Linked DNA regions of Macaca mulatta: region 1 is linked to region 2. Evidence: chromatin contacts called from public Hi-C data. All regions are on one chromosome and are shown on one strand. The core of a region is the stretch at or near the end of the contact, and the rest is flanking DNA. Distances in the headings are between cores, read along the strand shown.

Region 1 (5,362 bases), core at 1,905-4,404, 43 kb before region 2:
AAAATGAACAAAGCTGTATAATCACCCCCCACAACAAAAAATGAAGCATGGTAGAATTGCAAAAACCCCACTCTCACAGCATCATGATGCTTTCTTCCCCATGAAAAGAAACCACTACCCTAAGTTTTAAGATTCCCTTGCTTTTCTTTATATTTTTACTATTTAAATGTCCAAAATCATCCTACAGATGAATTTTGCATGTCTAGTGAACTTTGTACCAATGGAATCACACTGCATCTACTGGGTTTGTCTAGTTATTTTGCTCAACATATTTATGGGAGTAATCATGGTGTTGCATGTACAGCTAAAGTTTGTTCAATGTCCTTGCTCTTACCTTGTGTAAATAACAAAAATATTTATCCATACTATCATCGATAGACATCTGGAGTATTCTCAGCAAGTCATTGTGATGAATGATGCTGTATGAACATTCTTATATGTGTATTTTGGTACACATTTCTTATGGGTTTATACACTGAGTAGATTTAAAGTGTCATAAGAAATGCTTTTCAAATAGGGCTCTACAATCCACCAGCCTTAGATTGTTGCATATAGTCGGAGGTATAGGTCAATTTCAGTTTTATTTCACAATACTCAATTTAACAGCAACATGTATTGAATATTTGCCCTGTTCCCATGGCGCTGCAGTGCCACATTTGTTGCAGTTCTGAAGTCAACATGAGAGTGCATGTAAAATTCAAAAGATCTACGCATAAATTATTAAAATTAATTAGATTAGTTGGCAAGATTGAAGGATAAAGAAGCAAATGTGGTATTTAGTAGAAATGGTTGGGGTGAACATCATTATTTTCTTCCCCGTCGTAGAGGAAATGTTTTCAATATTTCACTGTTCCTTTTGATATTTGTTGCCATTTTTGTAGATCTTTATTATTGCTTAGTTGCCTAATTTTTCTCGTGATGAATGGGTGATGAATTTAATCAAACTCTTTTTTTCAGTTTTTGATACCTAGGTCATGATGTGTTACCCTGTTATATATTGTTGGCGACATTTTGTTCAGGATTTTTGCAAGTTAGTATTTATGATGAGATAGACCTGTCATTTTCTTTTTATCTCTTTCTTTTTTCTTTTTTTCTTGAGATGGAGTCTCGCTCTATCACCCAGGCTAGAGTGCTAGAGTGCAGTGGCACCATTTCAGCTTACTGCAATCTCCGCCTCCCGGGTTCAAGCGATTCTCCTGCCTCAGCCTCCGGAGTAGCTGGGACTACAGGTGCGTGCCACCACGCCCCCCCAATTTTTTTTTTTTTTTTTTTTTGCATTTTTAGTAGAGACGGGGTTTCACTGTATTAGGATGGTCTTGATCTGACCTCGTGATCCGCCTGCCTCTGTCTCCCAAAGTGCTGAGATTACAGGCATGAGTCACCGCGCCCAGCCAGACCTGTCATTTTTCTAATCTAATGAAGCCTCTCACAAATTGTGTCAGTGTTATTATAGTGGCCTCATAAAGTTAGTTGGAAAGTGTTTCCTATTTTGTTATTCTCAGGAATAATTTTAAGATGAACATGATTTCTTCTTTAAATATTTGGTAGAATTCACCGATGACACCAGATTTCAATGCCATACTCTTTTATCTGTGGCTTACTTAAAAGTGCTTTAATTAATTTCCAAACACAGTTTATAATTTAGGGTCCACTGAGGAGATAGAAACCTTACCAATTATTTGAAAAGAAAAATTCATGTATTACAGAGTTGGTAGCTAGATTTCTGAAAGAGCAGAAAAAGAACTCTAATATATGATACAAGTAGCAACTGCTGGAAGTAGCACCTGCAGCAAGCAGCAACCACCTGAGGTCTGCGGAAACAAAGTGAAGAGACAGGAATTACTAAAACTTAGAAGTCTAGAGGAAGGTCATGCTCTTCTGAAACTCAGGCCTCTGAGGAGAGGCCAGTGTTTGGCTGGTTCTGCTGTCTCTGAGCTCAGAAGCAGGGCCCTGCAGTTTCAGGACTTAGACAACTAAGGATCAATCTTTGGGAAGTTGTTTAATAATGTTTACAAGGAGCCATGATGAAATTGGTTATTCAAGTGTTAGAAAAACTGCAAATTAGGCAGCTGCTACAAGAAAAAGTACTGTTGACTGGCAGGCACAGGATATAGTATATCTCCCTGCCCCCACCACCCCTATACTCTTCTGCTAATAGTTGCCGAACACAGAACCAGATGGGGGGTGTGGAGGTAGGGAAAGATTGGCTGCAGATTCCGCCATTCCAGCCCTGTAAAGCAGAGTGAAAAATGGTGGGTTTGGAGATGAGACAATATTTATTAAATGCACACATGAATCATTTAGTTGTGTTTTTATTGATTTCTAGCCAAATTTCATTGTATTCAAAAACACATTTAGTATTTCAGTATTTTGAAATCCCGTATCATTTTACTCATTTGTACAAATTTTATGCGTGCTTGAAAAGATGTGCATTTTAGTTTTTGCTAGAATCTTTTGTTCCCCCAGCTTCACATAGGTGTCAAAATTGCTGCAGAGCTTCTGGGCTTTTCAGATCCTAGACTAGACCATTCATTCCCAGGAGAAAAGTAGCCCCAAATGCATGACTGTCCCAACTGTTTCTGAATTTTGACCCACCATTTCTCCATTATCTTGTCTTTTAATGCCTTTTGACATTTAAAAAGTTTGCTAACTTTTCATCTGCCAGATGTTTGTTCCAAATCACTAGTTTTATTATTACTGGAAGTGGAAGTATACAAAGTATTATTCTGTCCCTTGTATTTTTAAATTTCCCTTTCATTTTATAAAAAAAAAAAAAAACAACACCTCACCTATTATCAGATTGATCCTCTTTAATAGGTAAACCATATGTATTTTCAAAAACATTTCCTTGGAAAGGAGTTGTTAAGAATCAAATAGTCTCATCTCTTAATAGTGTCTTTTAAGCCACTGAGCATTTTCAAAGATTGGTCGTTACGTCTTTTTATTTTCACCTTCCTTTTCTTGATTGAGTCAACCCCTTTACGGTCCTCCCTAAATCATCCTGTCCTCCATGAGACAACTTACAGTGTTGGCTAGATCAACAGCAGGGTGAAAATAGGTGATAGATTTTTCTCAAAGAAGAAAAAAATTTCAAGATTTTACAAGGGACTTATCCCTTCTCATAATAATAACATTTTATCTGTATCACTACAGCCCTTCCATTTGCCTTATGACTCGCATTTCATCATCAGTAGTTAAAGCAGAGGAAACGTGGGAACCATTTGCTGTTTCTGCTTACGGCCTCATCAACGGCTGCATCTGTTTTTTGTGGATTCTTGGCATCTACGTTCTTGTGGATCAACAAACACAGTATGGTAGGTAGCAATAGCACTATCAGTTTCAGACGCGTCCACACCAAAATGGAATAAAAAAGTAATCCAAAGAAAGGTTGAGATCCTGTATTCCTTAAATTCGGTGTCCAGTACAAGTCAGCCCAATTTCCTTTCAGTACCTGCATTTTTAGCGCACACATCGCTTCCATTCTGTAATTCTTTTTTTTTTTCTTCCTGTATTGCAAGCTTCTCCGTTCTCTCCTTTATGGGATATTTTCTTGGTTGGTAGGTAGATAAAGTCCGATTTGGTTGAGTTTATTTGGGTTTGTGTCGCGTTTGAAGAAAAAATAAATTCAAACTCTAGGGGGAAGGCAGTAGAGCTGGACTAGCAGTAGAAAATTAGACGGCTAACCAAAAGAGAATAATAACTATACAAATACTGACTATCCAAACGAGAAAGAGACGACTTAAGGGGAAGTGCTGCCCTGCAAGAAATTCCGGGAATTGTCCATAAGATCCACAGGGTCAGAGACACACGCGCCAGGAAAGGCGCCTTTCATGCACGATCCGCTGGGGAAAATAGAGAAACATATATTCGAGCTCTCTGTCTTTGGAAGCATTTCGGTTCCGGGAAGGGGGAGTTAAGGAATTCCTTTGGGACCCGCACATGCGAAATATGATCCAGGTTGTCAGCTTGGCAGCCTGCACTTGCGTCCCAGGCAGGCAGAGAGGTGGAGAGTTATTCTAGGAATTCTGGGAAGTGTAGTTTGGGAGCCCCGTGTAGTCGGGTAACTTCCGCTCTAGGAGGCTGAGGCCGGCTCCCTGATCCCGTCGGGAATTCTGGGAAGCGTAGTCCAGGAGGTCTCTGCAGGCAGAGCCACTTCCGCCCCAGGTACGCTAGGCCGCGGCCTTCGTTCCTCCCAGAAAGGTGAGCCCTCCCCGCCCTGCGTCCTGCTCCTTCTGTCCGTACTGATGTTCCTTTTGCTGGGGGCCCGTAGCAACCGGGCAGTCGCTCTAGGGGAGGAGAATCCACTTGCGGCGAAGGGCGGGATTTGTGTTTTCTTTGAATGAGCCTTCTCCAGTGTGGGGCGGCTGGCGCATCCCCACTTAGCGCTGGGAGTTCAGGATCCTACATCGCAGGGACTGGGGATCTCCTGGGTTCTGTACTCCCCCAGCCCTTTCCCCTGGCCATCAGCCAGCTCTGCCACTTAATAGCAGTGTAATAACAGGCGCATATCTTAATCTCTCTGCCTATGTTTCTTTTTCTTAAAAATGGTACTAATATCTATCTAATGGAGTTCTTTTGAGAGTTAAATAAAAAGAGAACAGAGCCTGACAGATGGTAAAAGATGGGTCTCTTGTTATTAGCACTTTTTCATTTTCTGAGAAGCACTCAGTTCCCCGAAAGCGTCTGTGAACCCAGGATGGGGTCAGAGCTCCAGCTGCAGAGTATCCCTGGCCCTTTTCTGATCAGTGAGAGATTTTTCTTTAGGAGAGGTTCACTCCCGGCTGTCTGGGTAGTCCGCTGTAATTCATGCAGGAGTGCTGATTTCTCCCATCCTCCTTTCCTTCTTTAGCCTTGACTTCTTGAAAAAGGCTGCAGGGAGAAGGAGGGAATGATCCTTTGGCACTTGGCAGCGGAGTCTCACCTGAGTAGTACTTATCATCCTTTCTTTCCAGGGGAGACGATATTTCCTTCATTTCTTGGGAAATTCTGCTCGAAGATGCCCTGATATTTGTTCAATAAATGCAGAAACGGATGAGGGAGTACTTGGGTATGAGTAATAAAGACAGTATTTAAACATTTAGTGTTGATTATTCTAAGAGTTTGATATGAATTAACGTATTTAATCCTCACAAGAGCCCTTTGAGGCTGGGTTGGGTACTACCATTTTCATCTTAAAGATAAGCAGACACAGAGCATACGCTGGTTTAGGTCACCCAGGTGGTAAGAGCCTGAGCTGGGATTTGAATTCAAATAGTTTCCATCCATTGCTTTAGTTCTTGATGTGTTTAGTATCAGCTTCAGAAGACATGTTTGGATTTTTCTTTTTTCTTTTTTTTTTTTTTTGAGACGGAGTCTCGCTCTG
Region 2 (5,937 bases), core at 873-3,372:
AACAAAAGGATACAAATCAAAACCAACCAAAGGTAGAAAATGCATAGGGCAAGGTCTGGGAGGGTTCCAGATAGAAAATTCCATGGTTCTTTCTCTTGAAATCAGGACACATTACCCTCCCAGCACACAGCTGTATGAGAATACTTGCCAACCAAAGAAGTCTATCCAAGCTTGTATTCATAGATTTTATTAGGGCTTTATTACATAGGTGTGATTGATTGAAGAACTGACGTGTAACTCAATCTCTAGCCCCCATCCTCTACACAGGCTGATGTTATTTGGCTCAGAGTCCTAAACTTCAAATCACATGATCGATCTGTCTGGTGTAACCAGCACCTATCTGAAGTAATCTCACTAGCATAACTTATCTAGAGGCCCATGATGTGTTTCTGTCAGAGACAATCTGTCAGATAGAGTGTGAGTGGCCCACCGTGAATAACAAACAGCTTCTATAATTCAGGATATTTTAAGAGTTTAAATGCCATCTCCCAGGAACTAGGGACAGAGGCCAAAAAAGTTGGAGAAATCCAGAATGTGTAACATCATAACAACTGACCTAATTCCTTCAACAGGCCAGGGTCTGAAAAAGGGGATGATGCAGTAGTGTTCAATAATAAATACACCTAAGTAGATAAATAAAATGAATAGACTGGATATTGATTTGACAAACCAGTCATAAGATACTTTTAGGTAATCAGGAAATTTTTAAAGCAGATTGGGTATGTAAAGGAAAATAAAAATCTCAGGATCTTCCAAACTTAGGCAAATGTGGAGATTAAGCCCTGGAGTTCATGAATTGTAATACCCTCTTCCAAATGAACAGCTATGCATTAGCCCGATCCCCATGAAAGGTGAAAAGCCTCAGGTATTTGGGAAGAGCTTTCCCCATAGATCATTCATAAGTAAACTTATGTGCAAGTAAAACCTTGCAGTCTTTCTCCAAGCCCATGTGTGATACGATTCTTCTGGTACACCAAGGCAAGAAACTCTGGGATACAAGACGCCTCTTGTGCTTGCGATAAGGCAGGGGTCTAATTGAGCTAACACAAGCCTCCTATGGATGGCTAAACTAAAAAAGTACCCTGTGAAATACGCCCACTGGGGCTTCAGGAGCTGTAAACATTCACCCCTAGACACTGTCGTTGGGTTGGAGCTCTGCAACCTGCCGTGTGCAGGCTCCCCCTAGAGGTTTGAGCAGCTGGGCACGAAGAAACGAGCCACACCCCCATTACATGCCCTGGGAGGGGGACAAGCGAACTTTTCCCGTTTCATCACAATTTACTTTCGGCACTAACATGATTGTTCAGCTGTCTTCATCAGCAGGCCTTTATTCGAGGAGATTCCTGCCCAAGCAAACTGTTTAATTGTTCATTATGCTTCCGCAGAGACCCATCAAATTTTCAATCTCTTCCAAAGAAAGTACCAATAGATTGCACCTTAAGATTTTTTGTTTCAAAAATCCTTGCTATATCCACCAATCCCGGACTGTAGTATCATGATCATTATGCAATACTAATAAAATCCCTTGCAATGAAAGACCCGCCTTAAACATCCAGTTCTCAATCAGTTCCAACCTTGCCTTGACACTTTGCTCTGTGAAGGTGCCAACGCTCCGTCGAAGTGTTGTCCTCCATTGCTGCAATCAGCAACAAATTCCGTTGTTTGTCTTATCAACAGGTTGAGCTGATGATATTCGGGGAGCCGGCATTTGACACAAGTTTGAGATCTGGTATTCCTTAACGTTCGGCGTCCATCGGAGCTCAGCCTAAGTCACTTTTACGCTTCCCATTTTTAGCCTACCCTTTGTTTCTGCTAAAAATTTTGGTTTCTAGCTTATTTTCATAATACAAGCTGAACTTTTCACTTTTATATGCCATCACTTTAAAAATTTTACAATTATTTTCTCATGAATTTTTAAAATGAATAAAACTAAAAGGAATCTGACAGTAGTAGCGCCAGAGAAGTGTCTCAAACCCAACCGGCTTGAGTCAAAACAAAACCCAGCTGGTGGGAAGCACGACCCTTGGAGCATTCTGGGAACTGTAGTCCAGGAGTGAGAGAACTCTGAGACGCTTCCGCTTAGGAATTCTGGGAAGTGGAGTCCACGAACCGTGGGCACTCGCAGGCACTTCCGCTCCAGGAAGGCGAGGTCGGACCTGAGATAGCTCCCAGGGAGGTGAGTCAGCTCCGGGTCTCCAAGACTTCTCCGAGCCCTCTTGGCCTGGGCGTGGGGCCAGCGATGAACCGGTCCTTGGCTTGGGGAAGAGAAGCTGTGGCCAGCGCTCGAGGGCAGGGTTGGGAGACTGCGGGAGTTTGCGTCCCCTTGGCGGAACCTCTTGCGTTGGGGGCGGGCTCGCGTCGTGCTTCGAGGTTGAGGGTCTCCCGCCCTCTCTGCTGCCCTAGCCAGCCTCACGCACTTACGAGCCAGTCCTGCCTGCTCCTCGCGGCAAAATATTGGGCAAGTTACTTAATCTCTCCTTGTCTCAGTTTCCTCGTGCCTGTAAAGGGTTAGTGCGTTCCCAGTGATGTTCTTGTGAGAATTAAATGAGATTTTATAGAAATAAGCTTAAAACCAGTGCATAGGAAAATGTTGGATGCCGCCGTTAATTCTGTTATACTCAAAAAGACGCCTGTTGTTTGGAAACTCCTCTGAACCTGGGATGGGGTCGGAGATCCAGCTACGGAGCCGCTGTCCCTTCTCTAATCCTTGCCTGATGTGGGGCCGTTCCTGGATTCTTGTACTTTTCTAGCCTCTTGACAGGAGATTAGTTCCAGCCGGAGCCTGGGGAATGTCCTCTGTGTTTTATCTCAGAGAAGCGATCGTCATTACAGATTTGCAGAGTGCCAGAGGTGTCCTGAGGCGCTAATAAATGTTCAGTATTATGTGGTTGTAACCAGTAATCCCGTGTGGTTAACTTAAGTGTAACAGCATTTCTTAGAGAGTTTTAGGTTTTTAGTAGTCATTGCTTTCATGCATATGGAAAAAGAGACTTTCTTGAGGCTCCTCCAGCTGAGTAACATTTGCAAGTAATTACATCTATTGGAGGAAAAAAAAATCCGTAGCAGTTTAACTGTCATTACCAACGGACCTAATTATGTTAGACAACCAATCACAGTTACAGACTTTTCTGAGGGTCATGGTAACTCACAGGACAGAGCAATTATCTTTGAGTTCTGGGTTTCTTGAAAGATTCATTTTCTAGAAAGCATACTCAAAAGGGCAGTTTTATGAAGCATAATAGCACTTGCTTGTCAGAAGCTGCAGGAAATAGAGAATACAGGCATTATTTTCCCCATTTACAGGTGACTGAATTAAGGCACAGAGAGATTAATAATTCGCTTAAGGTTTATACTGCTTATACTGTTTATACTGATCAGTAGAAAATAAGTAGAAATGCCAAAATTTGAAGCCAGGCATTTTGGCTCTGTTACATTACCCTGCCTGTCTTTGTCTCATTTCCTTGGAGACTAAGGTTCAGAAGGAGTACGCAGGGAGCTGCATTTGATTTAGGTCTGTTAATATGAAATGTTCATGAACAAAAGCAGCTGGGTGAGGGGGCCCAGTGGTAGCTGGGATCCAGCTCCCGTTCTCACTAAGCTGTGTGTAACTGTGCCTGCCTAGAGAAAGGGAGACCTTTCTCTAAAGTGCCACATAAAGTGCCATGTTGACTAGTGGCATCCCTAACCTATCTCATGATGCCTTTGCCTCCCCCAGGTTCACTCCCCCGGAACTCCGCCTTTTCCCGGAAGGAAGAGGGGGAAAATGACCAAGTTCCAGGTAAGTTTATTTTGCCTTTCTGGTTTCTTAAAATGACATCTCATTGCACAAAGATTGGACACATTTTTCCCATTTGGAAGAGTAAAGGGAACGAAAGGTGCTTGAAAGATTGTTATATGCCGGGCTCTTGCCTTTTATTTCCAAATAATAGTATAAACATTAACAGATATATATATATATCTTAAATATTTTAAAATCTATTTCTGTGTAATATATTTATATATGTAAATATAAATTTCTAAATATATATATTTAGAGACAGAGTCTCACCTTGTTTCCCAGGCTGGAGTGCAGTGGCTTACTGCATTCTGGGCCTCCTGGGCTCAATAGATCCTCCCACCTTAGCCTCTTGAGTAGCTGGGACCACAGGCACGTACCGCCACAACCGGCTAATTATTTTTAATAGAGAGGGGATATTCCTGTGTTGCCCAGGCTGGTCTTGAACTGCTGGGCTCAAGCGATCCTCCTGCCTTGGCCTAACAGATACATTTTTTAAGTGGAAAACAACTCTCACATTACAAATATGTTTACCAATAATTTCCCACCTTCCTTTTCATTTGCACTCACAAATATATATAATCGTACTTTACGTACAATTTTGAGTTTTTTAAATTTAATTTTATATCACCTACGTTTTATCATGTCATTTTCCATCTTTTATCTGATTTTATTTTTCCTCATTCTCCATGTTTATGTAATCTATGAATTTTGCCATTTTAAGGACATTGACAATAGCAGTTTTTCCCCATATAACTTCTCTTCCCAAATAGGAATTTTGAGAATTCTACCATTTTTTTAAATCTTTAAAGTTTTAGACTCATTTTCTCGTACACGACACCTCATTTTATGGAAAGAATAAAGTATAGCTTGGTGCAGTAGCATCTGACTGATGCCAAACTCAGAGAAAGTAATTTTAGTTTCAAACAAGAGCTAGATTTCTTTCTTTAAGTAAAACCTTGTATTATAGTTAAGTATCTGTTTTATTCATTAACATGTTATTATATTTTAAAGATGTACATACTTAGTTTAAAAGTTTTATAGCACTTGGAGATTCGCCAGGAAATTTGCTCCATGGAACAGCTTTGTGAGGATGTAGATGGCCTTACCTGTATTTTAAACATAGACAGGTGTGAACCTTTAGACTTAGTGAAGTCCACTCAATGCCCAGCTGAAGTTAAAGCTTTCCGTGCCTAAGCCAGAAGTTTCAGGTATTTCATTTGGGTGAAGGCCAGACACAGTGGCTCACCTGTAATCCCAGCACTTTGGGGCTGATGTGGGTGGATCACTTGAGGTCAGGAGTTTGAGATCAGCGTGGTCAACGTGGTGAGACCCTGTCTCTACTTAAAATACAAAAATTAGCTGGGTGTGGTGGCACGTGCCTGTAATCCCAGCTACTCGTGTAGATGAGGCAGGAAAATTGCTTGAACCTGGGAGGCGGAGGTTGCAGTGAGCCGAGATCACACCACTACACTCCAGCCTGGGCGACAGAGTGAGACTGTCTCAAAAAAGGAAAAAACAGAAGAGACTATTCAGGGACCTGAGGCTACGCTACACGTGTATGTGTCCCTGGCATGTCCTGGTGGATGAAGAGCTCCAAAAATAACATTGCTCTTCACCAGATTCCCTTTCTCAGTGCATGACTCTTTGCCAGGTATGTCATCAAGTTGTTTAGTACATGGATGATCAGAACTCCAGCCAAAACAAATGTAGGGATGAGCAGTGTCTTCAGATAAAAAATGTTAATTTCCATACAGAAAAATGCCATATACAGACTTTATGAGACAAATAGGAAACAGGTGCAAGGGTAGGAATTTATATATTCTAGAAAATGACTTAATATCCTTAATAGTAATGTTATTGATACATGAAAAATCCCAATAGGATTAAGCAAAGGCAATATGTGAAGAAAAATAATATCAGATCATCTTTAAAAAAATTAAATAGCTGTTTATATCACTCACCAAATTGTTCAAGATTTTAAAAAAATAATATAAAGTCCAGTTTTGGCCAGAGTACAGAGAATCGGGAGTACTTACAATCTCTTACAGGAAGAGTTAGTTGAGAAAATTAACATTATACCAGCAAAACAAAGACCAGCAAAACAAAGGTATATATATTTTTTTTACAATGTAATTACCACTTCTTGGAACTTATCTTTT

Evidence for each region. A called contact is a pair of places that touch in the nucleus more often than the background predicts.
Region 1: a contact with region 2 is called in a Hi-C map of liver, with 2.2 times the contacts expected there. The contact joins the promoter of ZNF112 here to the promoter of ZNF235 in region 2. A contact is called at or near these places in 2 of 14 Hi-C or Micro-C datasets (fetal cortex germinal zone and liver).

What each region holds. Positions count from the first base shown.
Region 1 is chr19:56,732,766-56,738,127 of T2T-MMU8v2.0, reverse strand. ZNF112 (zinc finger protein 112) reads left to right here and starts at 3,154. Exons shown (of 5, transcript XM_077983245.1): 1 at 3,154-3,314.
Region 2 is chr19:56,687,767-56,693,703 of T2T-MMU8v2.0, reverse strand. ZNF235 (zinc finger protein 235) reads left to right here and starts at 2,122. Exons shown (of 5, transcript XM_077983222.1): 1 at 2,122-2,458; 2 at 3,716-3,778. The coding sequence starts at 2,240.